Regions from separate parts of the Mus musculus genome. Here regions 2, 3, 4 and 5 are each linked to region 1. The links are chromatin contacts, called in public Hi-C and HiChIP or PLAC-seq maps. All regions are on one chromosome and are shown on one strand. The core of a region is the stretch at or near the end of the contact, and the rest is flanking DNA. Distances in the headings are between cores, read along the strand shown. Region 1 has its middle 39 kb from the start of Mier3. Region 2 overlaps Il31ra (interleukin 31 receptor A). Region 3 has its middle 16 kb from the start of Gm33905. Region 4 holds the start of Ankrd55 (ankyrin repeat domain 55). Region 5 has its middle 29 kb from the start of Ankrd55.

Region 1 (5,184 bases), core at 1,463-3,962:
CATTTTTTGTTTCTCAGTTCCCTTCATTTCCACCTGCAATATTTTCAACTACTTAGCCAGTCTTTCAACCTTTTTGAAACAAAATATACAAAAAAGAAACAGAAAATCCCCTCTAAGAGCAAAGCAAGGGGTATCCCAGTGATACAAGTCAAAAGAATTTTTTCCACTTGAAAAAAATAAAAACATTTCTTTGTCACCTGCCATTTCCTCTACATTTAAAATCAAATTTCTCGTTTTTTCCTTCTTGTGCCCAATAGGAGCCACTTGTAGCTGGTCTTGGCTACTTTGTGGGTTCTTCTTTTTCCTACCCTTTATTCTGTGCCCTAGTTTCACCCCTAAGAAGGATAGAGAGAAAGAGAGAAGACAGAGAGATCCTGGAATCTAATCTCTTTTCTATTATTTCTTCTTTGACCATATCTACTAACAAACTGTAACCAACCTCTCTAAATGACCAATGACTACACACCATGCCTCTTGGGGGCCTGTCTTAGGGTTTATTGTTATAAACAGACACCATGACCAAGACAACTCTTATAAAAGACAACACTTAATTGAGGATGGCTTACAGGTTCAGAGGCTCTGTCCATTATCATCAATTTGGAGCATGGCAGCTTCCAGCCAGGCATGGTGCAGAAGGAGCTGAGAGTTCATCTTCATCCAAAGAAAGTCAGGAGCAGATTGTCTTCCAAGTGGCTAAAAGAAGGTCTCAAAACCCACTTTGTGTCACAGTTCCTCCAACAAGGTCATACTTCCTAATTGTGCATATTCAAACCACCACAAGGCCCTCACATTTATATACCCTCAGAAAAGTTCCCAGAATTCCAAATGTCACACAATCGCAGAAACTATCTGCAGCTGGCAAAACCAGGCTTTTGCTAGAGCATGAGGCAAATCATGATCAGCTGATTCTGACAGGTCAAAGCAAGCCTGGAATTAAAACAAAAACACATTCTTTTTGGGTTGTTGTTTTTAGATTTATTATTTTTTTATTTCATGTATGTGAGTACACTTTCACTGTCTTCAGACATACCAGAAGAGGGCATCGGATCCCCATTACAGATGATTATAAGCCACCATGTGGTTGCTGGGAGTTGAACTCACGGTCTCTGGAAAAGCAGTCAGTGCTTTTAACTGCTGAGCCATCTCTCCAGCCTCCAAAACACATTCTTATAATATTTCTGTGTGCGTGTTTTTTTTTTCTTTTAAAAAGAAACCAAAGTTCCAGAATCTGTCGTGTGGACACCCGACCTATTGATACACATGGGTGCTGGCCCTGTGCATTGAGTGAGTTATTAAAGTTCTTTCAAATACCATCCATGGAGAAATGGCTTCCCACCTTCCATGAGGCTAGTATTTATCCAAAACTGGATAAAATAACATCAAACACAAGATTATAGACCCATATCTCTCATAATGCATATGCAAATTTTCTTTAAATATCTTACCAAAAGAACCCAGTAATATAAAGGATAATATAACATGATCATATTAATCCAATGACAGAAAGCTTAATGGTCACTTGGGGACTGGGAATGAAAGAATACATGAGAATGGTTAAAGAAAGGTTCTAACAGGATTTTGAAAGTGATGGATACATTTACAATCTTAATTTTGATTAGTGTATAGACAAAAGATTTATCAAATTGTTCACTTTAAGTGTGTGCGGTTTATCATACACCACTATGAAATATCATATACTATACCTTAAAAAGCTCCTTAAGAAAGCATTTTGTCTGGTAATCTTGCCTTCGGCTGTTTAGGAGAATGAAGTGCAAACAGGGCATTTTGTTCTTATGTCTATATATTCACAAATCACTTTAGTTAAGAACACTCATGCAGCTACCTTGGGATTCTGTTCCCAACATCCACATGGTCGCTCACAACCATTTATCCGGTTCCAGCGGACACCGTGGACACCAGATACCCACAAGGTGCACATATATACATGCAGGTAAATCACTAATACGCATAAACTAAATCAGTGTGTGTGTGCCTCTTTGAATGGGTTCGCTCGCTCTTAGAAGCGCCTGAGGTCCAGGCTAAGGCTGGAAATTGGCCGAGAAGAGTTCAGCTGAGTGGAGCCCATGAGAGTAGGGACTAAGCAGAGGCTGAGGACAGACGTTACAAGCAGCAGGCACAACCCTGGGAAAGAAACCAGGCGGCCCACGCCCAGGGAGCGTTCCTAGAGGCCAGGATGCCATGAAGTCCAGTGACTCTTCGCGCACAACCAAGATCGTTGTACCCATGAGAGCGCAAACGCACAGCGAGAGCAGGCTGCTCCAGCTCTGCGCGCCCGGGCTGCAGGAGCCTTGCGGTGTGGGACACCCTGGGCGGAGGCCCGGAGGGCGGGACAGCGCAGCCCGGCTCCTCCCTTAACTGAGCGGGGCGAGGATTCGACGCGCCTCTTCCACGCCTTCCTCCTCGCTGCACCACAGAGCAGCCTGCAGGGTGTGTGGGGGCGATGGCGCCGCTTCGTCCCCCCCAGAATGTGAGAAGCCTCACCTACAACCCGAAGTGAGAGGACGGAATGGCAGGACCTCACGACGTCACGCAGCCCTCGCTGCTGCCAAAGCTGTTACGCCCAGCCAATGGGCTGAGGCGGGCGGGCCGCGGAGGCGGAGCCTGAAGTACTTGAAGCCCCGGGATGCCCTGGGCTGACTCGAGCAAGCCTTGGGGGGGGCCGAGCCTGAGGTGGGTGGAGCCTGGGGGCTTCCAAAGTTCTGCGGTGGGCGGGCCTAAGAGGAGGAGCCTGAGGTGGGTGGAGCCTGGGACAACCCGAGGTTTAAGGCGAAAGGAACCTGAAGTGGGTGGAGCCCAAAGTAGGCGGAGCCCTGAGGCTGAGGGTCGCCGAGGGGGTTGGGGCTATTCGGTAACGCAGATGCCCACCTTACGGGGGCGGGACCTGTGTCCCCTTTCCCAGTGTGCGCCGCGCTGCTGGGTCTCACGCGCGCGCGCTTTTTTCCTTTAGTAACTCCGCCCTTACAAGGATGCTGCAAAGGAGCAAATAGAAACTTACAAAGTGGGGGTGTGGCCTTTCCTCAACCGGGACCTAGGAGTTTGAACTTCCTCGGAAAAGTCAAGGCTTAGTCTCATTAACGCGTAGAAAAGAGCAGAAAACCATGGATTGCTCGGGGTGGGTCGCCGTGGGCTGTGACGGCTGGCGTTTGTGAGCGTGCTGCTGATCTGCAGTCTATGCAGCGGAAGACTCGGCTGAAAGTGAGACAGACACAAGCGCCTTCCCGAAGCTTCACACTACGGAGACGTGAATTCGGGTGTGGCGTTACCTTAGAAATATCAAGAGAAAGTTTCTTCCTTTTTGTTCAGAAACAACAGTTTGTTAAAAAAAAAAAATAGTTCTGGAAGTAAGAGTGATATAGTCAAAGAAGAAATTACCACTCCCGGGAGAGACTATATGACAAGGGATGTGAATTTGGCTTAAGTTTGCCTTTGAAAAGGACACGCCTATGGGAAAAAGTGTTTACGAAGATTCTTATTTGAAAACATTCAAGTAGCTATTGAATGGTTCGAGGGAAAGCTGAGCTACGTGTCTGCTTCTGATCTTTCCGTTTACAGCTTTAGTACCTCGGGCACGTTCCCTAGCATTTCCATGCCCAAGTTTCTTTGCAAAAACAAAACAAAACAAAACGCATGTTGATGACTGGCTACTTGGATGCTCATGGTTGCGGGTTAGAGAACATTGACCTCTCCCAAAGAATTGCTTCTTCTAGGGTCTCAGTTTAGCATAGCTTAGTTCATTAAGGGCAATAACCCAGGAATCATCCAGAACTTTAGTCGATTGCTGCGTAGGAAACAGAAACTTTCAGATTCTTCAACACATTGCAAAAGACCCAAAGATAAAATTATTACAGGTGACGTTGTTCTAGGAACGTTACCAAAGGTTCCCCAGGCTCTATTTTTAAACGACCATAGTAAGCCATCAAATTTCTTGTGCTTCCAGAACCAGTTGAGTCAAAAAATCAACACCTTCTGAGAGTCCAGCATCAAAAGGTGAGACTGTTTGAAAATGGCTATCAACAACCAAATGGCTTTAAACCAGAAGACATTCGTTGTATGACCTTGGGTTTAGGTGTCTACAGGAAGATTTGTCTTGTCACTGAAGGATTGATACCCAAGAAACAGAATCTATGTATCCTGGTAAAAAGCTGTTAGTATTGCCAAAGATTGCTGGTCTAGCTCTGTAGTCAGAGTAAATAAAGATTTGAATTTGAAACCCAAGTTTTCAGACTTTTAATTTCATAATTAACCTTATAAATTACATTGTCTGTTAAAGTATGCTATAATGTGTGATGGAATAATTGCATTTATATGTAAGTACACTGTACCTGACTTCAGACACCGCAGAAGAGAGCATCAGATCTCATTACAGATGGTTGTGAGCTACCATGTAGTTGCTAGGATTTGAACTCAGAACCTTTGGAAGAGCAGCCAGTGCTCTTAACTGCTGAGCCATCTCTCCATCCCAATAAATGCATTTTTTGGTCATGAGACTTTCCCAATATATATTCATTTTCTCCTTTACCAGTTATAGAAAAAAACAGCATGAAGGTCAGATTCATTTGTTCTCACATAAATCTTCTATACTAGTCATTAGCAAAATACACTTTTAAAATAATATCCAAGGGATATCAAATTAGACTAAATAAATATATGCGTGTGGATATATATGTGTATATAACTTTGTAAAACTGAGTCTAAAGAATGTTGTTCATATTATCATTAAAATTTAGATTCTGCCTTCTCTATGGTCTGCTGGTTCTGTGCTTCATCATCTGTTAGGAACAAGTCTTTCAAAAACATGACATTCAGGCGGGCGTGGTGGCACACACCTTTAATCCCAGCACTTGGGAGGCAGAGGCAGGCGGATTTCTGAGTTCGAGGCCAGCCTGGTCTACAGAGTGAGTTCCAGGACAGCCAGGGCTACACAGAGAAACCCTGTCTCGGGGGAAAAAAAAAAGAAACAAAAACAAAAACATGATATTCTAGACTGGAAATAAATTGTTTAAGAAGATGAAAGAACATGTATTAAAGTATCATAATAAACTCATTATTTTATGCTCATAACTAATGTTATTCATAAAGATGGAGGGATTAAAACAGACTTCTATTTAGGTTTTTAAGTAAGATTGTCCTTATGGGGTAGTTTAGTTTCACATGTTGTGTCTG
Region 2 (5,184 bases), core at 1,144-3,643, 800 kb before region 1:
TCAGAAGCCATTCACCTTGTTTATGTTTTGAGATTTCTCCCTGGGACCTGGGGGCTTGCCCATTGGTGGAGCTGCCCATTGGCTGGCCAGCAATTCCCAGAGATCTGCCTGTCTCCACCCCTTCAGCTCTGATATTGTCACAGAGGCCACCATGGCCAGCTTTTTACTTGACCTTATGCTTTCACGGCAAGTGCCTTCCCTGCTGGGCTATCTCGCCTCCTCTCAGGTGTCTTTTGCGAGGCAATAGGCAAGGTACACCACTCAGACTTTATCTTTTGGGAAATGAGCATCTTCTAGATTCAACACTGGAAAGCGTCTCCTACTGTATAAAGGTAGGCCAGGGAAGCTATACTTTATAGACAGGAATGAAAACTGGGTGCTAATTGGAATTGGGGACCTACAGGAAAGTACATTTTCTTGGGGATTTGAAATTCCTTGTCATCTTATATAAGATGCCTGACTTTGGGGGGGGGGGGAACCCAATCTCTACAAACAAGTTCACTCCTCAGTCCCCCGGTTCAACTTCCTTATCCCAACCCCAGCATTGTGGGTTTTGCCTGAAACAATGGTAGCAGCTCTAGGGCAGCGGTTGATCTTCCGGGATGTGATTCAGCCTTGGTAATTTTTTTTTTTTAATCTCCCTGACCTCTGAAGCTCCATTAAAAGGTCCTGAGACCAGGGTGGAGAACATCGGTCTGAGGACAGCCACGATCACATGGAAGGAGATTCCTAAGAGTGCTAGGAATGGATTTATCAACAATTACACTGTATTTTACCAAGCTGAAGGTGGAAAAGAACTCTGTAAGTGGGCACATGGCCAGGCTGAGCAAGCTCAGTCCACCCCTCCGCTCCCCCCATCCCCGAGATGATGTGAATAGACCTGACACAGAGGTGGCTCCAGGGCTGTGACCGGCATAGTCATCCAAACACTTAGCTTCTCTGTGCTTCTCTGAAAATAGAATCGAGGGCACTACCTCAGGAGTTACAAACGTGTAAAGAAGTCCTGAGGAGGACTGGGAGGAGTTGATAGGACCTCTCCTGCTCAGTCACAGAATGGGTGGGTCCCCTCAGACTTTTCTGACCATTGTTTTGGGTGGGATTTGCCCATCTTAAAGAGTAGATTTGTATGCAGGGACAGCCCTTGTTTGATGGTACTTGTCTTAGTGCAGAGCTCTTTAAGTGTAAGTTCTACCTCCCATTGCCCAGAGCTTTCTTTTTGAGTCCACAGTATCTTCTGACATCCTAAGCTCTGGGCTAGGCTTGGATTTCCGTTTAGGCTAAATTTGATTTTTATTACATTATAGTACACGTAATGTAAAACTTGGTACTAAATATTTGAAGGTGTATAGTTCAGTGATCTTAAGAACATTTACCAAATTGTGTAACCACCACCGCTCTTTTCTCCCCCTCCATGTGGAAGCTCTGTGTTCTTTTAATCAATTGTTCCCGGGCCCCTCCTCCCATGGCCTCTGGTAACTACCGGACTCTGCCTATAGATTATTATTCAGATTATTTCACAGAAGTAACAAGGCTGGGGAGGCAGCTCAGAGCCCGAGCATGTTTCTAGCATGCACGAGGTTTTACGTTCACTGCAAAATAAAATAGGTTAACCTTACAGCCTGAGTTTTCCCAGGGGTATCTCATTTAGAAAACTTTTTCCCCTAGTCACTAATGATATCAAGCACTCGTCTGTTGTAGTTATTGGCCACTTGCATATCTTCTTCAGAGAAAGAACTTCATCACCCATTTTAACATTAGATTGTCTTTAATGAAGTTCAGTTTAATATTGTTTGGGGTAGTTGCTTGTGCTTTGAGTATCATATTTTATAAGAACCCTCCATAAATTCAAAGTTGTGGATTAGTTATTTGGGCTTTTGAAGGGTTTTATACTTTTAGCTCTTATGTTTAGGTCATTGATGCATCTTGGTAGACTTGTTTTAAGTGGAAGTTGAGAAGTTAGAATTGCAGGTCAGGGCACCCTGGGTCAATGCGAACACACATTTTCAGTTTGGCTTGCTATACTAGATCGGTTTCTATTTTTCCTTTCAGCCAAGACTGTTAACTCTCATGCCCTGCAGTGTGACCTGGAGTCTCTGACACGAAGGACCTCTTATACTGTTTGGGTCATGGCCAGCACCAGAGCTGGAGGTACCAACGGGGTGAGAATAAACTTCAAGACATTGTCAATCAGTGAGTACTGGCTTCAGGCCTCATTCTGGAGTTTACTTCGGGTTGGAAATATTTGACAGGAGCAAGGAGAGCCAGCAGAGGGCAGCAGAGCATGGCTTCTCCTGCTCTCTCTGGCTCACTCACCTCCCAGGAGTTACTGAGGAGCTGGCAAAGGGAGGGCTGAGTTAGACCAACAGGCCATTTTGATCCTTGCTGGTAAGCAGCCACAAATAATCTTAAGATGAAGCAAGCAACATCCACTTCAGCCTCAGCCACGTCAAAGGCTGTTGCCTGAGCTCACACTGCCCAGTTCCTAAATGTCAGGAGTTGTGCAATAGAACCTGGGAAGGAACAACTGGTTGATCAGAGGTCACTGACAAGGGACTTAATGTTACCATCTGCGGTGGGGCTTTTGTTTCGTTTTGTTTGTTTGTTATGTGTATTCAACTTATCAGCTTTTACGTTGAAAACATGAAAAGCAAGACAAATTTGTTAGATATCACATATAATGTGAAATATAATAGTTTAATAATTGAGTAGGAAAGCTGAGGGCATGTAATAGACAGAGGGAAAAGAAGAGGAAAGCCAGTCTGGTCTACAAAGTGAGTTCCAGGACAGCCAGGGCTACATGGAGAAACCCTGTCTCAATCAATCAATCAATCAATCAATCAGTCAATCAATCAAAATTCAAGCAGCATTGACAAGTTTTGCAATAACTACTATAAACCAAAAAAGTCATCTTGATGTATCTCAGAAGCCCCTTGTTATTTATGTTCCTGAAGACTAAAGTAGACCGTGGCTCTGAGAACCATGAGCAAGATAACACGTTCTGTCCTGCAGCCTAACAATGCCTTCTTGGTATTCTTTTTGATACAACTTCTAAAATAACTTTTTTTTAAAAAAAATAAAAATCATGTTACAGCTTCAGAAGACTGGGTACAAGTTGTGTCAGCTCATGAAAATTTCTCTCAGGATCAAATTGAAGGCACAATCCCGTGCTGGACCCTTAAAAGTTCTCTCCTTGTTCCGTAGATTTGAGGACAGACTACTCTACTTCCCTCCTGGGTCCTCCACAACCCATTCTCCTTTTTATGAACGACTATTTATTATTATTATTATTATTATTATTATTAATGTGTATATGTGTGTGTCTGAGTAAGCTTATGTACACCACATGCCTGCACTGGTTAGAACAAAGTCTCGCATCGCTTGCAACTGGAGTTGAGTTGCAGGCAGTCGTGAGCAGCTGTGTGGGTGGAGAGAGCTAGACTTCTGCAAGAGCAGCCAGTGGTCTTATGACCATCTCCCAGACCTCTAGAACCGACTCAGGCACAGCAGCCACAGTTTAAAGTTCTAGATTTTCTGAACTCACCAGTTACAGCTTCATATTTTAAACAAAATACAAGCTACCCTCCCCTTACCTCATTTCCCATCACTTTCTGACTCGGTTTCTCTCCCTCTTCAAAGCTTTGCATCTCCCTTTGCTTTTCTGCAAAATCCAGGGCAGACTCTAGATTAGATCTAGCCAGGCAAGGTGATGCACGCCGGTCTCCGCACCCAGGAGGCTGAAACAGGAAGGTCTAAAATATAAGGCTAGATCAGCCTACACACAATGAGACCCTATCTGGAAAATTAAATAAGTGATACATAAATAAATAAATAAATAAATAAATAAATAGAAGATTAAGAGGCTAGCCTCCCTTCACTTTGCCCTAAGTACTCTATTTGATCATCTATTTTATCTGAAGTATTTTTAACATTATTCTATTACTTAGGGTCCTCTAGGAGAACAGAAGTGATGTGGTTTAAGTGATTGGAAGCTAGGTTCTTCAGCAGTGGCATTCACCATGCAGGGACCCCGGTAGCCACTCGGTCTGAGAAGTCTGAATCTTTAGAACAAGAGTAGGAGTTAAGGCCGCAGTCCCCGTCTAAAGATGGATGCCTGGAAGCTCTCTTCAGAGTTGTGTCCAAAGGCTGGCTAAGCTGAAGTTGGAAATCTGTGGATAATGACCACAGCAATCAGTGTTCGTGCTCAGGGAGAAGAGAACTTGGGTGCACTGACCGTCTTCCTCTTTTTCGACTTTTAGCCCATCTGGTAGTGGTATTGCCAGCCTATCAGATGGTATTGCCTGTGTTTAGGGTGGACCCTCCCCTAAGTGTTCTCCCATGTCAGTTCTTTGGACTCACCCTCACAGACACAATAGCATGCATGTATTTGCCATTCTGTAGGTATCTCTTAGTCCAGGCAAATTGACAAGTCAAAGCTTACCTGTCAAAGTTTATCGTGTGAGTTTTTCTACCCCAGGATATACGAAGCATGTGAGTGAGGATCTGATTTTTTTTCTTATTTGTTTGTTTTATTTCTCAGAATAATGGGGGGGGGAGGCTAATAGTTATGCTAGTAATTACTGACTAAATGGATGAAGTTGGAAGCTAACCCTGACAAACACAACAGCTATCAGTACATAATATGTAATACTTGGAGATGTCAATGAAACCCATTATTCTGTAAAATATAATAACACAAAAGAAAATATATCAATATCTATCATGTTATATAGGGAAAAGACAGCTAGATAGGGAGCCAAAACCCCAGTGGTTTCAATAGAAATAAATTAAATTTAAATAGGAAATTAAAGAGAAATGTTGCTAAAGAAAAAGAAAAACTAAAAAGAAAAAGTTAATATTTGATTCTTGTCAAAAGAACTTTACTGACAACTGGTCTTTTGTTCTCTTTGTCACAAAGGTGTGTTTGAAATTGTCCTTCTAACATCTCTAGTTGGAGGAGGCCTTCTTCTACTTAGCATCAAAACAGTGACTTTTGGCCTCAGAAAGCCAAAGTGAGTTCATGATTAACACTGAATGTCTTAACAATCGGCCACAGAAAGCAGCAGGTGCCATCCTGGCACATGGTATGAGAGAGAACTCTGCCCCAGGGGAGGGCTGGCTCATTCATTCATTTGATCCATATGTGTGAGAAGGATTAAAGGCCATACCCTCAGACTCATGAGGATT
Region 3 (5,184 bases), core at 1,290-3,789, 700 kb before region 1:
ACCTAACTAAAAGACAATTTAGATAGTCCCAGTTTGAGATGACTGTGAATGAAGCTACACCATAGCTCATAATATGAACACATTTTCCTTTCGCTTGGAGAAATACCTAGGAATGAGCTATCCAAGAAGTTTGGAGACACATTTCCAGGTCCGCAGAATCACAGTCTCTTGGATATGGCATCTTAGAATACACAGTCTTAAAGTATCCCCTAGTGTGCTTTCGTAATGGTAAAGAGTGTGCTTTTGTGTAATGGGACTCCTTGGAAATAGCAGGGAGGGTTACGCAACATAATGTACTAAATGGCACGAAATGGTATGCTTTCAAGCAGTTAATGGCTGCTTTATGCCATATTCATTTTCTCTCAACTTGAAAAAAAATTAAAAACAAACCACAAAACAACAACAAAAGAAAAACCCTAAAGAACGAATCCACAATACCTGCATGCGCTGCTGGGACCTGGAAGCCCTAATCTTAGAGGTTGTACCTGGGTCGGTTTCATCTTACAAAATGTCTGACTTGTTTCAGCCTTTGAGTCTTGGTCCAATTTTCACCTACGTTTTTTTTCCTACAAAAAAAACAAACAAAAAAAGGCTAACGATTTTCTGGTGGTTGGCAGGTAAACTGTAACTGGCCCTGGGTGACTGCTCCTGGGTGAGATGGCCCAGCATCTGATCTCCGTTCTAGCGAGAGCGCTGAGGGCTCCACAGCTCCTGGACTGAGAAGTGCATGTTGTTAGTAACACCTGTACACTCTTTCTAGATGTTTTGCATAATGCCACGTTTTTACAATGGAAGTCATCCAGGGTGCTCTAAAAAGTCTGGCTAAGTAAAAGTCTTGTTTTCTTTCCATAAAAGAGATATCTAATATAATTTTTTTAAAAAATCAAAATGACCTAGACTGGAACTATTTTAAATTATCAAAGTTTTCACACAACGACTAGTGTACCTTCAAAAAAAAAATGGGACTATCCTTTTCTTAACTAATTTTATTTGAAAATAGATGTTTTTCATTCAATATGTTCTGATCATGGATAGAGATGGACCTAAAATTAAAAATTGCTGGGGAAACAGGGAGGGGGTTTTCCCTCACATTTGCCTGTCAAGGAAATGCCTCTCGTACTTATTCATTAATATTAATAAATAAAGTGCAATTCATCATTAAATAAAGTGCCAAAGTCACAAGATTATTAAGAACAGCAGCCCTAGAGTTTGTTAAGAGACGCTTTTACAATCATTGGTGTGTGTGTGTGTGTGTGTATGTGTGTGTGTATGTATGTGTGTGAGTGTGTGTGTATGGGTGTGTGTGTGTGTATGTGTGTGTGTGTGAGTGTGTGTGAGTGTGTGTATATGGGTGTGTGTGAGTGTGTGTATGTGTGTGTGTGTATGTGTGTGTATGTGTGTGTGTATGTGTGTGTGAGTGTGTGTATATGGGTGTGTGTGTGTGTGTGTGTGTGTGTATGGGTGTTTTGCTGACACGTATGTATTTGTACTCTGTGCATACCTCGTGCCAGCAGAGCAGAAGGAGATATTAGATCCCTCGAACTGGAGCCACAGATGGTTGTAAGCCGCCAGATGAGCGTCGAGAATCCAACATGGGTTTCCGTGAAGAGTAACAAGTCTAACTGCCGAGTCACACAATAATTGAAAATCTTAGGATTAGCTGCCTGTGAATTTGCATCCTTGTGGGAGTTTTGCTATTTATTCTCATGTTAAAGCCATCCTTTTGTTATTTTAGTGATTTTTTTTTGTTGTTTTTGTTTGTTTGGTTGGTTTTTCCAGACAGGGTTTCTCTGTGTAGCCCTGGCTGTTCTGGAACTCACTTTGAAGACCAGACTGGCCTCGAACTCAGAAATCTGCCTGCCTGCCTCTGCTTCCCGAGTGCTGGGGTTAAAGGCGTGCGTCACCACGCCCAGCTTTTTAGTGATTTATTTATCGTGCGGGTATGTGTGCATGCACATATAATTAATTGCACATGCTGCAGAGACCAGAAGATATCTTCCTTGATCACTCTGTGCCTTTGAGGCAGGGTCTCTCTCTCTCTCTCTCTCTCTCTTCAAACCCGAGGCCCACAATTTCTCAGCTATACTGAAATCCAACCAGCCTCAGCAAGCCTTCTTAGTGCTTGGGTTATAGATATGTACTCAATGCCCTGCTTGTTCTGTGGGTACTGGGATCCGAACTCTGGCCTTCATAATTATACAGCGAGGACTCTAAACTGCTGAGCTATCTCTCCAGCCCACGTTTTTCTTTTAGCCACGAAGATACAGCTGCTTCCTTAATGTCTAAATGGATGAAACCTCACTCGTCAGGACAAGGTACACTAGGGAATACTCAATAGTCACAGTCCTAGCTACATCAGAACATGGCCAGGCCTTCAGCGGTGAGAGAAACCAGCCACATGGTCACAGGAGATAGGATAGTGAGCTGTGAGGTAAGAACTTAGAACGATGGCACGTGAGACCCTAGCCAGGGATCCCTCTGCATCTTTAAAGATGAAGCAAGTCACACAGAGACGCAGAGGCATGAGAGAGAATGAAATACTCCCAGGAGCTCATACACGCCCACCCTCCACCAAAACACTCAAGTCTTTGGTCGGGCTCTGCTCTCTTACATCACTTCCTGTTTTTGACTTTGCTGTAGTACTTGAGCTTTGAGTGTGTGTGTGTGTGTGCGCGTGTGCGTGTGTGTGTGTGTGTGTGTGTGTGTGTGCGCGTGTGTGTGTGTATGTGCGTGTGTGTGTGCGTGTGTGTGCGTGTGTGTGCGTGCACGTGTGTGTGTGTGTGTGTGTGTGTGTATTGGTGCACAGCTGGAGCTTTACTATTAGCATGCATCTCTAGATCTCTAGTTAGCTTCTTTTTTTTTTTTTTTTTTTTTTTTTTTTTTTTTTTTTGGTTTTTTTTTTTTGGTTTTTTGAGACAGGGTTTCTCTGTATAACCTTCCCTGACCTGGAACTCACTCTGTAGACCAGGCTGACCTCGAACTCAGAAATCCGCCTGCCTCTGCCTCCCGAAGGCTGGGATTAGAGGCCTGTACCACCACCATCTAGGATGGACCCCTCACTTGCATTTTTAGCCATCTGTCAAACCTCATCTACGATCACCTTCTGGGATTTGTGTTTCTAGCTGCCTTGGGAGGAAGGAGATAAACCAAAAAAAAAAAAAAAAAAAAAAGGAGGTGACAGCTGGGTGTTGGACTCAAAATTCAGCTCTGTCCCTCTGGGTTTTCTGAGCCACTGTGATGTGATGACAACGGGCTCCTTCGAAAGATCAGATAACAGTCCCAGCTTTGCACCATTCAAGCAAAGCTTATCCCTAGAACCCGAAGATGACACACTTTCGCTTATTACTAGATTCAGGGGACCCTGGGCAAGGACTTCAGGGGATTTCTCTCTCTGTCTCTCTCTGTCTCTCTCTCTCTCTTCTTTCTTTGCTTCCTGGAATGGAACCTCCGCAGACAGATTCATTTCAGTATTGCAGCTTGAGATTAGATGCCTTTTCTACTTGCTGGCCTTCATCTTTGTTGTTTACCAACTAGATCTCACGAAGAGAAAGGCAGACAGCATTGTACTTAAAGCAGAGGTGGAGGGTGGCCTCAAAGGAAGCGTGGCTCTTACAGTGTCTGGGAAGAGAAAGACCAAGGGAGTCCCCACAGTCTGCTTAGATGGCATCTGACCATGAGCGATGGGAGGAAATGACTGCCCACCGTGTGCACTTCACCCTCCCGTCGTCTTCCTCTGCTTTCTCAGGCTGAGGACAACCCAGGTGCCTGTGCCAAGCATTTGGCCTGGGGAGGAGTGACAGCAACACAAACTTACAGGAACGCTGCCTGCCTGAAGACAGTTTCTCATCTCTCTTTCTCTCTCTTTGCTTCCTCCCAGGCTCTGGTTGCTTCAGCAGGGTCCACCCCAGGGGTGGGGGGTGGGGGTGGGGACTCTTCTGTCTGTCTTCCCTGGAGAACAGTCTCTCTTGACCTGTCTCCGCAGGTCTCTTTGCTCAGTCTTACTTCTGTCTCCTGCCCTTTCTTCAGAGCTGGGTGAAACTGGTCCTCAGCAGTGTGAAAGTGGATTCTTCATGTGCTTTTCATCTTGCTGAGTCCCGGCAACATTTTATCCTCTTCTTGCTGCGAGATTGAGGAGCAAATGGGGTCAGGGGGTGAGGAAACGATAGATTCTTTTGTTGTTGCTGTTGTTCTAGGACCCCGCTATGGAGCCCATGGTGGCCTCATGGTCACTATTTTTCCATCTCATTCTTCCAAGGAACTGTAAATTTGCTGCCATGATTAGATTTTTTTGAGACTTTTTTTTGTTTTTGTTTTTTGAATAGCGGGACAGATAAATGCATATTATGTTAGAAAATTTCTTCAATACACTTCAGAGTATTGTGTGAAAACATAGTTAATCTGTACATCAACGCATCTGTTCATTCTCCAGCAGGTAAGGACTGAGCCCTTCCACGGTGTGCCGCCATACTTTACAATAGCCTGTGCTGCTTGCTGCGAAGGAGAGAAGAGATAAAGATAAATTGTTGGTTCAAGGCTGTGCTACTCTTGGATTTACCAACAGAGAGGACACATGGACGATGATCTTTAATGAGAACAATAGAACTGTTTCAGAGGCTGTGAAGGACACCACGAAACCCAGGACAGCAAGCGTGACAGATCAGGGCTCATGCTTGTACTCCACAAAGCTGTGGTTCCCCTCATCTCCAGCCCACGTTAGCTGTCACAGTGGCTAGCGGGCTGCTCTCTGCTGTTAGTAGCATCTCTTTGTGGGAATATCAGTGTGACTGTGGACAGAGGTTCAAGCTGAATTCTATTTATAGCATCTGGTGAGTCATTTATGTCACCTTGACAAAAGCCAGCTCCAGAGCCAACTTGCCATTACTCTATTAGAAAAGCATTCTCATCGGAATATTCTGATGAAACCAAAAGCAAGCTGTAAAATCCTCCTCGCAGCTTGCATGCCTGTCTTTTCATTGGCCTAATGTGATAATCCTTACACTCAACACTGCACCATGCGACAAGAGCACCTGTGGCTCTCAGTGCCTCTCAACACGTAGGGTTTCTTCCTGCCTGACATGGTGAGCTCCAGGACAGCCGGAGCTACATAGTGAGACCCTGCCTCCAAAACAAACAAACAAACAAACAAACACACACTAATCAAACAAATAAACAAAGGCTTTTTCT
Region 4 (5,184 bases), core at 1,477-3,976, 560 kb before region 1:
AAACTGGTAAGAACAGCCACTCTCACTTCATCTTAGGTCAAAGGCTGGGAAGCAATCATGCTCAATTTCTCAACCTTTTTAGTCATTTAACCATAGTTTGCTAAATGAGATAACATTGAAGTCTACTCATGCCTTAAAAGTTATGAGGCTTTCCCGTGCTTTTACAGTGGGGGAAGGCTTGGGGAGTGGTGATAGAACTATGTGGGTATCATTTCTGTCAACTATCTCTCAGAACTTACTCTGAGAGGCCCCCTTGGGGTTTTGACTGAAGAAGGTATGCAATCTAGTCCACCCAACAGCAACTGAACCTCCTCAGTGAGACGGTTACATTTAAGTTAGAGGTCAAGGGGATGATCAAGTGGTACTAAAATCACCAGCAACAGCCACAGCCATGATTTGGAACACCGGGCCTCAACAAGGGGGCAACTGCTTAAATGCCATTATGTATCTTTGCAGTGAACAGCTTTTCCATCATTTTACTGCAAAGGAAGCGAAGGTCCAGAGAGGTCAGATAAAATGTGGAGCCTGAAAAGCTGAACTGATTTGCTTTTCAGAGCTATGAATGTGTAAACCTCTGCTGCCATCAGAGAGAAAGGAGTGAGAGATGGAGAGATGGAGAGAGAGAGAGAGAGAGAGAGAGAGAGAGAGAGAGAGAGAGAGAGAGAGTTAGAGTTAATATTATGGGAAGAATCAGGTAGAAGAATTGCCCTGAATTGCTCCCACAAAAGATGCTGCAAGAAAATATTCTAAACCAGCACTTTAGTTATTTCCCAAGCTCACTCCAGATAGAAAGAGCCAGGCTGGCACAGATACATTTGTTTTGAAGGACTTGTTCTTCTGCAGTCAGTCCCTGCTCCCTCAGATTAGTCTCCCAAATGACCACCGTGTTTCTCTGTGATTCTGCGGCTTGGCAACACTCTTCTCTAACCAGCACAAGCAGCTTGATTCTAAGCAGAGCTCTCACTTCTGCTGATTGCCATCAGTGGAACAAAACGTACAGGGAGGAGAGGAGGTGGTGGTGGGGGAACTACAGTAAGCCCCCTTCCTGTGGTGCCTGTCTACAGACTCAGTGTGAATCAAGATGTTCTCAAGATCGATCTCTCTCTCTCTCTCTCTCTCTCTCTCTCTCTCTCTCTCTCTCTCTCTCTCTCCCTCTTTACCCCCTCTCTGAGCAAGAATTGGAGAAGACTCTATCTGCCTCAGGAATCTAAATCTATGTTATTATTTGAGAAATCCATTGAGCAAACATCATTTACCCATGCCACGAAGCCAGATCTAGAGGAGGTGACCTTGCCTTGAAGCATCGATAATTGGGAAAAAGAAAGAAGAAATGGCTATTGCTAATGAGGCTTCCGCAAGCCACCATTTCATAGTGTAGCTGAAAGAAAGAAACTAACCAAGCTCTGAGAAGCTGCAGAATCCTAGTGCGGCGAGTGGGTTAGATGCCGTACGTTTCATTAAAAGGCTCTGGGAAGGTCTGCTGTATTTAAAGTGTGGGAATTCCCCTCCATCGTACATAGAAAAAATGGTCTAATTACACAGATGACAAATACATGTGTGGAGGCACACAGCACATGCAAAGCCACACTCACACAGACTGACAGGCTGTGAGTCTGATGATGGCAATGAATCTCACAGCCTACTTGGCCCGTGGAAGGATGACTTTCTGTATGCAAATGAAGGGTAGGGGGAAAAAACCCACTCTGCCATTGCAATTAAATAATACAGTATTAAGTCACTGCACGGTCTTGAACGAGGTGTGGCATCAGCAGGACCCGTCTGTGGGTCAGGTCTCTCTTGGAGGGGAATCCACAGTGCCTCGTGATGGCTGAAGTGACGAAATATGAGATTTACGGGCTGAAAGAGGCCCGGTATGCATTCTGATATTGCTTTCTCTAACATACTTTATGACATGACATAAAGATGATACTATCTAAAGTAGCTGATATGTCTCAAACCAAAGAGTAGGACTAGGAATACATCCGCAAGACAGAAAGCCCGTAAGCTTTTTTTTTCTTTTCTTTTCCTAAAAGCTTATCAAGTCCTTACCAGGTTTGTTTTCACACACACACACACACACACACACACACACACACACACACACACACACACACACTCACACACACACACCTTTCCTCTTCTCCTTACAAACTGGAAATCTCTTCGCCATTGGAGTGGTAAAACATCGTGTTACCTTTGTGCTGATCAAACACAGAAGAGGTGCTGAAATCCATGGTAGCCTGTCTCATCGTTTACCATCAGAACGGCAAAAAAAACCCAGTCAGGGCTCTGGAGAGGAGAAAACACCATTTCACACACTGCAGCCAACGTCAGTCAGCTTCAGCATCGTTGGCGTCAGCTCCCGTTGTAGAATTAAGTGTGTGTTAGATCTGCCGGGCGCCTTCAAGGCTACCTTTGCAAAGACATAAAAAACACTCTTTCTGCAGGGGAGGAAGTGTTACTCTCAGAATCCCATTCACCATCAACACTGACGTGTGAGTATTATATACCCTTCCCCCAAGCAGACAGACAAAACATCCCAAACCCTAAAATAAGACAGCCTTCACGGGGGTGCCTGCCTTGGATCTGGGCCAGGAAAATGCTGCAGATCTCAGAGCTTCGGCTGAGGCGACTGGAAGGTCGCTTTAAACCAATAGAAACCTCAATGAGTGAGTGAGATTCACAGGGCCAGACGGAGCATGTGCAAAGCCGCCAGCGCAGACTGCGTGCTGGCTGTTTGTTCTTGGTGGAGTGAGAACTGCATTTGGGTCATGTGAGCAGAGACGGGCCATCTCAGTGGAATAGGATGTAAATATTGTAGCAGGAGGCTGCAGTCCACGTGCCCTGCTGAGTAGTTATGCACTGCTGCTGGGGGTGGGGGGATGGGGGGAGGTTCAGGCTCCCTGCAGTGACCTCCTCCTGTCAGAGAGACTTTGAGGGTGGGCAGTGAAAGGTTGAAGGTCAAGGTTCAAATATCTGTGCAGACTAAATCAAACAGCCTGCAGTCACAAGGCTGTGCCTTACTGCATTCTGCATGAAGCCTGACAAGTCACCAGCCATACTGCTTCGAGAAGCAGTCAAATAAATTCATCCTCTAGGGTTAAAAACCTGAGGGGGAAATCTTGCTCTTATTTGCATACGGTGGTACTGTCTATTGCTAGGGGAAGACATCTGTCTAGTTCGTTTGTGTTTTTACAAAATGAAGACATTTCCTTTGTGGTTTTGGCTTTATATCTATATGTGTGCACACCTGAGCGTGTATATGTCACAGGTCCATCAGGAATCTCTTTTCAGGATCACCTTCCTTGTTTTTTCCAGAGAGAGTCTCTCCCTGACACCCAGGCCTTGTCCGGGTGCCTAGGTTGGCTGGCAGGAAGCCAGGATTCTCCTATCTGTCCTCCAAGAGCCTGGGTGGTGAGTGATAGCACCTGGCTTTTTGTATGTCACTGATCATGGCAACTCCCTTTTCTTTTTAACTAACAGATATTTGATTTTAGACATAGTGCTGGAAATGTTTTCTTTTTTTCCTCTGCGTATGGCTATATTAATACTTTTTTTTTGTAGTACAGAGATTAAACCCAAACATTATATACTAGATAAGTGGTCAACTACTGAACTACACTCTTAGTCTTTACATTTGTTTTGATATAGAATGGTCTAGTCTATGTTCTGTGTTCTTTTGTAGGCAGTTCTCTTTTATCTTTTGACACATATTTTCTACTTGCCTGTCATTTATTTTTCATAAAAAAGGGCCTCACATCTCTATGACAATGCTACCACTCACTAGTAATATCACTCACTCACAAGCACTGTTATTCACCTCACAGAACCATGACTCAGCAGTACTGTTACTATGACTCAGCAGGACTGTTAGTATGACTCAGCAGGACTGTTATTATGACTCAGCAGTACTATTATTTACCCAACAATGTTATTCATCGCTATTCTTTTCCACTTGGGCTCCTTCCTTTCAAAATACTCTGCAGTATTTGATTTAAAAATACAAGCAGAGGCTGGAGAGATAACTCAGTGGATCAAGTTGTTGCTTTAGCATTTTTAGAGTCCAGGATGTGGCAGTTTGACTGTCATCTCAGTGCTGGGGAGGTGGAGACAGGATTTCAGGAGCAAGCTGGATGGCTAGACTAGCAGTGAGCTCTGGATCTGATGGAGGGACTGTGCCTTAATATATAAAGGGTGAGCAATCAAGAAAGACACTCATGTCAACTGTGGTCCCTACATGTGTATGCTGAAATGGTCACCCACACATATATATATACCACACATATATATACCCCACAAGCAAACACACACATCATGCATACAGAGGAGAAATACAACACATTGTTGACAGATGAGCTAGGTGGTGTAGGACAGCAGGACTGGGAGAAGAACAACTGCTGAAGTCAGCCTTCTGATACTCTAGCCTGTTGCCTGGAGTGTTTCCAAACCCACTGCTATATGGAACCAGGGTGGGCTCAGTGGTTTGTAGAATGACTCCTGAAAAGATATACACGCCTTAAGCCCCAGAACCCATGAACATGACCTTGATGGCAAACTGAGTCTGTTCAGCTCTAACGACATAAAGGAGCTCTCTTTGAAATGTGTCTCAGTGGTTTCTATTGTTCAGAGGAACATGCAGAGGTAAGGGGGTGGGGGAGAACATGGAACAACACAACCTCCTGTCATTTGTCACTTATGCCACCAAAGCAGGAAGAACTTAGGAACCCATTGTCTCCTAAAGCCTAGAGGGGGAGCTGGGTTCTGGCAGCACCTTGATTTTCAACTTTGGATTTCCAGACTGTGAAATAGTAAGTTTTGGTTGGTTATTGGAAGCCACCAAGTTTGTGATAATTTTCTTACAGCAGCTTCAAGAAATTAACACAGAGGACTCTCAAAATATTATCTCTCCAGTTAGTAGATTTCTGTGAAAGCATTTATCATGACCCAAACCAAAGTATGGCTGTTAGTTTGTAAGGGACTCATTCTGAAGAGAGGCAGGTAGGCAGACCGAAGACGAGGGCTTGAGTGTGTTATATAGGTGTGGCTTGGGCAAACGTCATGATTTTTTGGAGCTCTGCCTTTTAATCTGTTGCATGGGAACCAACTTCTTATGAGAATTCATGGTTATCATTCAGTCACTTTTCTGGGCTTCTAAAAAGGTTAGTTTTTTTTTTTTTAAATGTA
Region 5 (5,184 bases), core at 1,913-4,412, 530 kb before region 1:
CAGAGTCAGAATTCTGTTTCTTCCCCTTTTGTTTCCTTCAGTTTTCTCTACTCTCAAAAGGATTCACAACTGCTTTCTGTTTTTCTGCCAAAGGTGGATGTGTTTGCAATGTTATTCTCTACTTCAAATGCAGACGAGGGCACCTGTGCTCCCTGGAGACTAGGTGAGTTTCTCGGGCCTTTTGTGCGTGCACTGGGGATCCTGGGGGTTAAATGTCACTCCTCTAAGAGAGCAATGCATCTTTCACCACATCGAAGAGCCTAATCCCACACTTTGTTTGAGCAGAGAAACAGGAGCAGAAAGCGTAAGAAGAGTTCTTAAGAAGTTCTTAAGAAGAGAGACTGGGTTTTGTGGCTGAAAGCTGACACCTAAAGAAGCAAAGAGGAGTCAGTCAGGCCTTACTGGGAAATGTGAGGTTGGCGGCCTGGGATCCCAGCACTTAGGAGAGGCAGAGGGAGGAGAGCTGAGATGAACCAGCACCATGAGCACCAGGGCGAGAGATGTCATAGAAACACCAGACTGGATGGATGGGTCGGATGCTGAGCACACCCATAGATGGAGCATCCTAACTCCATACGGCGCTCTGTGGCCTCAGACTTCACTGAAAGCTTTAGCCCCCTTTGGAGAGTCAGTGCCTGACCCAGGCCTGCTTGGTTGCTGTTTAGTGGTTTAGCTTCACCATGGACATCAGAAGAAAGTATGTGCCTTGGGTGACGATGTCACAGAATAGGTGGTGGAAGGAGATATAGTATTAAATCTTTGAAAAACGTATATATGTATTCAATGTACTGTAATCATATCCACTCTTCAATACTTCTCTCAAACTACCTCAGAACGCCACCAGCCCACCCTCCTCCCAATTTCATGCCTTCTTTAATTATAAATACTAATGTTACTAGTAACTAACTCCCTAGCGTCAATTAGTGCCTAAGCATGGGGACATAAAGTAGGACACAGGCAATCTATTATTGGCTACATTTCCCCCACAAATGTGACTCTGTCTCTCAACAGCCATCATCTGTCAGTGGCTTCGATGTTAGAAATGGAATGTTAGTTCCATCATGTAACCCCCTCTCCATCCATGCTGGGACTTTGACTGGCTTGATCTTATACAGGTCTTGTGTAGCCAGCCAGAGATGCTGTGAGTTAATAGGTGTGCAACAACTCTGTTATGTTAGGAACGCAGCACTTCACGGAACGTAGTGCCCCTCCTTATTCTACAGCTCTTACATTCTTCCCGTACCTTCGTCTGTCATGTCTTCCTTGAGCCTTGGATGAGAGTGAGTAGAGGTGATATAGAAGAACCATCTACTGCTGAATTCTCACACTCACTTGTTCACAGCACTTCTACAAGATCTGAGTCTTTGCATCAGGGCAAAAAGAAACTTCTCTGACCTAGCTTGAGAGCAGCACAATCTATGAGTGTAAATATAAATAGTGAGAAGGCAGCTTGACACATTACCATTTCAGGAAACACCATTAAGTCCCTCGTCTAAAACTGGAACTATCTAGATCTCTCTAGTCATAGTTTTTAACTCAGTTTACAGTGCCAGATATGAAGTCCCTCCAGTGAAATAGGTCTCAAATCCAATCAGAACATGATTGGTTACCACTACAACTATTATGTATCAGTGGGCACAATGCGCTGGCAGGTTGTTATGTGGGTAACACCACATAGCATGTGGGTAAGACCACTGTTTTCTCTTCCTGAGCCAACTTCCCAACACCCTCCAGCACCATGAAAACTAGCCAGCAGGAAGAGAACTTCCTGATAAGTTTGAGATTGAATTCTTGATGTCTTTCAACTAAAGTGTATGGTGTATTCAGCAAAAGAACTTCCCCCTGAACCCCACTTAGTTATGTTGGCAACCAAGATCAAACAACAGCCTACATAGTTCTGGATCCCTCCAGGGCCCCTCTGACCAATAACTTGGTGGGCAAAATTTCATGTCCAGCACTGAAATCTTCAGGAAGGACTTAAACAGAGAAGGAGGATCTAGGGTTTTGGCAGCAAAAGGACCAGAGAGTGAGAAATGGAAAACCAAGCACACTTTCTCTTGGATCATTTCTGTATAGTGCAGCAGAATTGTTTGCCACCCTGAGAAGTACAACAATAGCAGCAACAATAACAGCAGCAGCAGCAACAACAGCAACAACAACAACAGCAACAACAGTAACAGCAGCAATAACATCATCATCAACAATAACAAAACCAAGTCAAGGTGTGCACAGGCTAGATCCAGCCCTTCAGGTTACACACTGAGACTTGGCCATCTAGAGATGCAGTGCACTGCAGCAGCCAGTTGGGGTCAGAGGTGCTTCATCTCAGAGAGCATCCAGGCTTTGCCTATAGCTAGCTCTGTCTTTAATTTCTCAAACTTGCAAACCCTCTACAGTCAGAAAGCCAGTTTAAATTCTCTTGGAGTTTACATTTCTGACCAGGTAGAGCCGATGCCTGGGAAGAAAGAAGTGTCTGATCTCATGGGCCTTGGCGAGGAGATTGGTTTCAACTTTAAAACACTGAGAGTTTTGAGTTTTGTCCACTTGTTCTCGTCCTATCCCATGTACCTCTGTAGATTGTGGATACAGGGCTCTCAAGGACACTGAGCAGTCATGGACACAGAAAAATCATCTCCTTGGCTTAAGCGTGCAAACACCTGGAACGGAGGACTCCAGCCTAGCTTCCTAAATCCTTATCTCCATGGTACCCTGAACACATTGCTTAAGTGATATTGGTGGGTGTAATTGGCTCATAAGTGTTTATAAGCATCCAGGTCAGAATAAGCTTGTGATAACCAACTCTATATATCTCTTTCTGCAGCCTACCTAAGGGATATCACGGGGATAGATAGATGGACAGGATCCATTGTTAGGATTGTTAGGGCCATAAAAATGTGCAAGTGTGGAAAGCCAGGACCTTCCTCCTGTGTTAACCAGCTTTCTGTCACTACAACAAAATACCCAAAGACGTTCAAATTTACAAAGAGGAAAGGTTTGCTTTGGCCATGGGGTTGGAGGTACTACTTGGTCCTATTGCATGTGAACTTGTGTAACAAGGCAAGGTAGAATCATATCACGGTGCCGTGGTAAAGCAACTGTTGACCATGTGGTCAGAATGTGGTAGAAAAGGAAGAGGCAGAGAGGAGGGCCCCAAGGACTACACAACCTCCTACTAGGCCTCTTAAAACGTTTGTCATCTCCCAGTAATGCCAAGTTGACTAAGTCTTTAGTACACAGGTCTTTGGGAGGAGGTGGGGGGCGGCTTTCTAGATTCTAGATATAAACCGCAGTGTTTGAAAGCTGGTTGCGAAACATCTGCGTGCACATCGATGACGACATACATTAGCTGCTCAGCCCAGAAGGCATCTGTGAAAGAGGAGGGGTAATCTCTGAGAATCAAAAGGATCTTCCAGGATAAATCGGTCTAGAAACTATAGTCAAGAATCCCCCAAAGTGATTTTCCTGTCAAGGGCAAAGAAGACATTAAGTCAAAATTTCCTGTAGAATTTTTAATGGTTAGGCGATGGTGCTAAATGGCCCACAAAGCCACGTGACCTCCTTCCCTTTCTAATCCTAATCTTAGACCTTGAGAAAAATCTCAAACCTCTTTAGAAAGAGGCATTATTGTTTCTACAAAGTGTGTGTATGTGTGCGTGTGCGCGTGCGCGTGCGCGTGTGCGTGTGCGTGTGTGTGTGTGTGTGCGTGTGCGTGTGTGTGTGTGTGTGCGTGTGCGTGTGTGTGTGTGTGTGTGGTGTGGGGGGGGGAGTGAAGTTGAGGGACACCATCAGAAGGAAAGAGTGGCTATCTTTCTCCTTTGTGTCACATCAGGGACCATTGAACAATGTATGTTTGCTCATGTTTGTACAACGCAAGAATTTAAACCCATAAAATCAGCTTTGCTTAGGGGAGACAGTTTCACAGGCATAGATGATCATCCTTGCCGCTCCTTCAAAGTTGCTGGGAGACATGGTCAACGAGTCTGCTGGAGTGTAATGTTTAGAGCATTTTATTCACAGGGAGCATTTTAATCTACATTTTTATTGTTGTAATTAAGTGATTTGAAAGACATTATAGACCTGGTGGTGTTCTGGGTGTTTTGGGAAGATGGCCAAATACAGATGGCAACTCATTGGCTCTCTTTATGTAGCCCTGGCTGGCCTGGAACTCACTATGGAGACCAGGCTGTCCTCTAATTTAGAAATCTACCTGCATCTACCTCCTGAGTGCTGGAATTAAAGGTGTGTGTGATGATGCCTGTCTGCTGAGCTGAGTACTTCAAACTGATCTATGGGACTTGAAGTTAGCTTTAGGAAAAGAATTAACGAAGAAATCAACGACCAGTGAAGGCCTGGAGAAACAGAAGTCAAGAGGTGGAGTTGTTGCTCTGAGGATAATCCAGGGCTGAGTAAAGCTTTCTGGAATCACCAATCTAAGGCTGGCTTCTCAGAGGGGCATGAAAAGGCTGGTTCTGGGGTCTCTGAAAGCTGGAGCCAACTGCTGCTGCTGCTGCTGCCCCTGCTGCTACTACTACTACTACTGCACCCACAGGAAGAGCAGTAAACAGAAGGATTGGGTCCGTGCACTTCGGTCCTCACATCCTAAGCCACCCTAAGCTAACTGAGGTACTTACCTTTCTGTGCCTGCTTTCTTTTTCTTTTTTTCCACTTAGCACAATGATTTCTGGTTTCACCTATTTTCTTGCAAATGACAAGATTACATTATTTCTATGGCTGAATTGCACTCCACAGAGCACATGTATTTTGGTGTCTTATGCATGAGTCGTGCTGTGGTGAACACTGGCATGAAGATGCTTCTTGATAGACTGCTTTCATTTCCTTTAGTTATCCAGAGAGAGGTCTGGTTGCAGGACCGTTTTGTAAGTCTCTTTCTGGCTTTCTGATGGGGCCACCACACTGCTTTGCACAGTGTCTTATTGACATTCCCACCCACAGTATACACAACTTCTCTTTCTTCCACACCTCTCTTTGTTACATTTATCATTTTCATAAGGGCTATTTTTTACTGATATCGCTGGTTTTGTTTGTTATTTCCTGACGACGAGTGATAGTGAACTTTTTCACGCAGTGGTTTATAATTTGTGTACATTCTTTTTTGTTTGTTTGTTTGTTTTTCGAGACAGGGTTTCTCTGTGTAGCCCTGGTTGCCCTGGAACTCACTCTGTA

Evidence for each region. A called contact is a pair of places that touch in the nucleus more often than the background predicts. HiChIP or PLAC-seq counts read pairs in DNA pulled down with a chosen protein or histone mark.
Region 2: an H3K4me3 HiChIP or PLAC-seq map of bone marrow-derived macrophages shows a contact between it and region 1, with 5 times the contacts expected there. The contact joins two enhancer-like sites. A contact is called at or near these places in 4 of 115 datasets of contacts at active chromatin or transcription factors (bone marrow-derived macrophages, embryonic forebrain, fibro-adipogenic progenitors and 1 more).
Region 3: a contact with region 1 is called in an H3K27ac HiChIP or PLAC-seq map of double positive thymocytes, with 3 times the contacts expected there. The contact joins two enhancer-like sites. A contact is called at or near these places in 4 of 115 datasets of contacts at active chromatin or transcription factors (CD4 single positive thymocytes, double positive thymocytes, large pre-B cells and 1 more).
Region 4: a Hi-C map of B cells shows a contact between it and region 1, with 14 read pairs. The contact joins the promoter of Ankrd55 here to the enhancer-like site in region 1. A contact is called at or near these places in 7 of 39 promoter capture datasets (the C10 cell line, cranial neural crest, frontonasal cranial neural crest and 3 more), 2 of 484 Hi-C or Micro-C datasets (B cells and nephron progenitors), 5 of 115 datasets of contacts at active chromatin or transcription factors (the 230-238 cell line, bone marrow-derived macrophages, regulatory T cells and 1 more) and 2 of 9 other capture datasets (adipose tissue and liver).
Region 5: a Hi-C map of bone marrow-derived macrophages shows a contact between it and region 1, with 13 read pairs. The contact joins two enhancer-like sites. A contact is called at or near these places in 7 of 39 promoter capture datasets (the C10 cell line, the HPC-7 cell line, cranial neural crest and 4 more), 2 of 15 datasets of contacts at CTCF or cohesin (embryonic stem cells and large pre-B cells), 1 of 484 Hi-C or Micro-C datasets (bone marrow-derived macrophages), 16 of 115 datasets of contacts at active chromatin or transcription factors (the 230-238 cell line, Th17 cells, astrocytes and 10 more) and 1 of 9 other capture datasets (embryonic stem cells).

What each region holds. Positions count from the first base shown.
Region 1 is chr13:111,722,974-111,728,157 of GRCm38.p6, reverse strand. It overlaps the pseudogene Gm15488. Among named protein-coding and RNA genes, the nearest start is that of Mier3, 39 kb to the right of the region's middle. Within about 2 kb of position 2,712, at least 391 of the 459 cell types and tissues checked have an H3K27ac peak or open chromatin away from gene starts, as enhancers often do. A contact at or near this core is called in the 230-238 cell line, B cells, CD4 single positive thymocytes and 11 more, where this site is marked.
Region 2 is chr13:112,527,285-112,532,468 of GRCm38.p6, reverse strand. It overlaps Il31ra (interleukin 31 receptor A), which reads left to right. Exons shown (of 17, transcript NM_139299.2): 13 at 655-801; 14 at 2,050-2,190; 15 at 4,916-5,009. Among named protein-coding and RNA genes, the nearest start is that of Il31ra, 51 kb to the left of the region's middle. Within about 2 kb of position 2,393, at least 33 of the 459 cell types and tissues checked have an H3K27ac peak or open chromatin away from gene starts, as enhancers often do. A contact at or near this core is called in bone marrow-derived macrophages and fibro-adipogenic progenitors, where this site is marked.
Region 3 is chr13:112,425,101-112,430,284 of GRCm38.p6, reverse strand. No RefSeq gene overlaps it. Among named protein-coding and RNA genes, the nearest start is that of Gm33905, 16 kb to the right of the region's middle. Within about 2 kb of position 2,539, at least 78 of the 459 cell types and tissues checked have an H3K27ac peak or open chromatin away from gene starts, as enhancers often do. A contact at or near this core is called in CD4 single positive thymocytes, double positive thymocytes and memory CD8 T cells, where this site is marked.
Region 4 is chr13:112,285,993-112,291,176 of GRCm38.p6, reverse strand. Ankrd55 (ankyrin repeat domain 55) reads right to left here and starts at 2,726. Exons shown (of 11, transcript NM_029898.3): 1 at 2,195-2,726. The coding sequence starts at 2,249.
Region 5 is chr13:112,256,724-112,261,907 of GRCm38.p6, reverse strand. No RefSeq gene overlaps it. Among named protein-coding and RNA genes, the nearest start is that of Ankrd55, 29 kb to the left of the region's middle. Within about 2 kb of position 3,162, at least 42 of the 459 cell types and tissues checked have an H3K27ac peak or open chromatin away from gene starts, as enhancers often do. A contact at or near this core is called in bone marrow-derived macrophages and hematopoietic stem and progenitor cells, where this site is marked.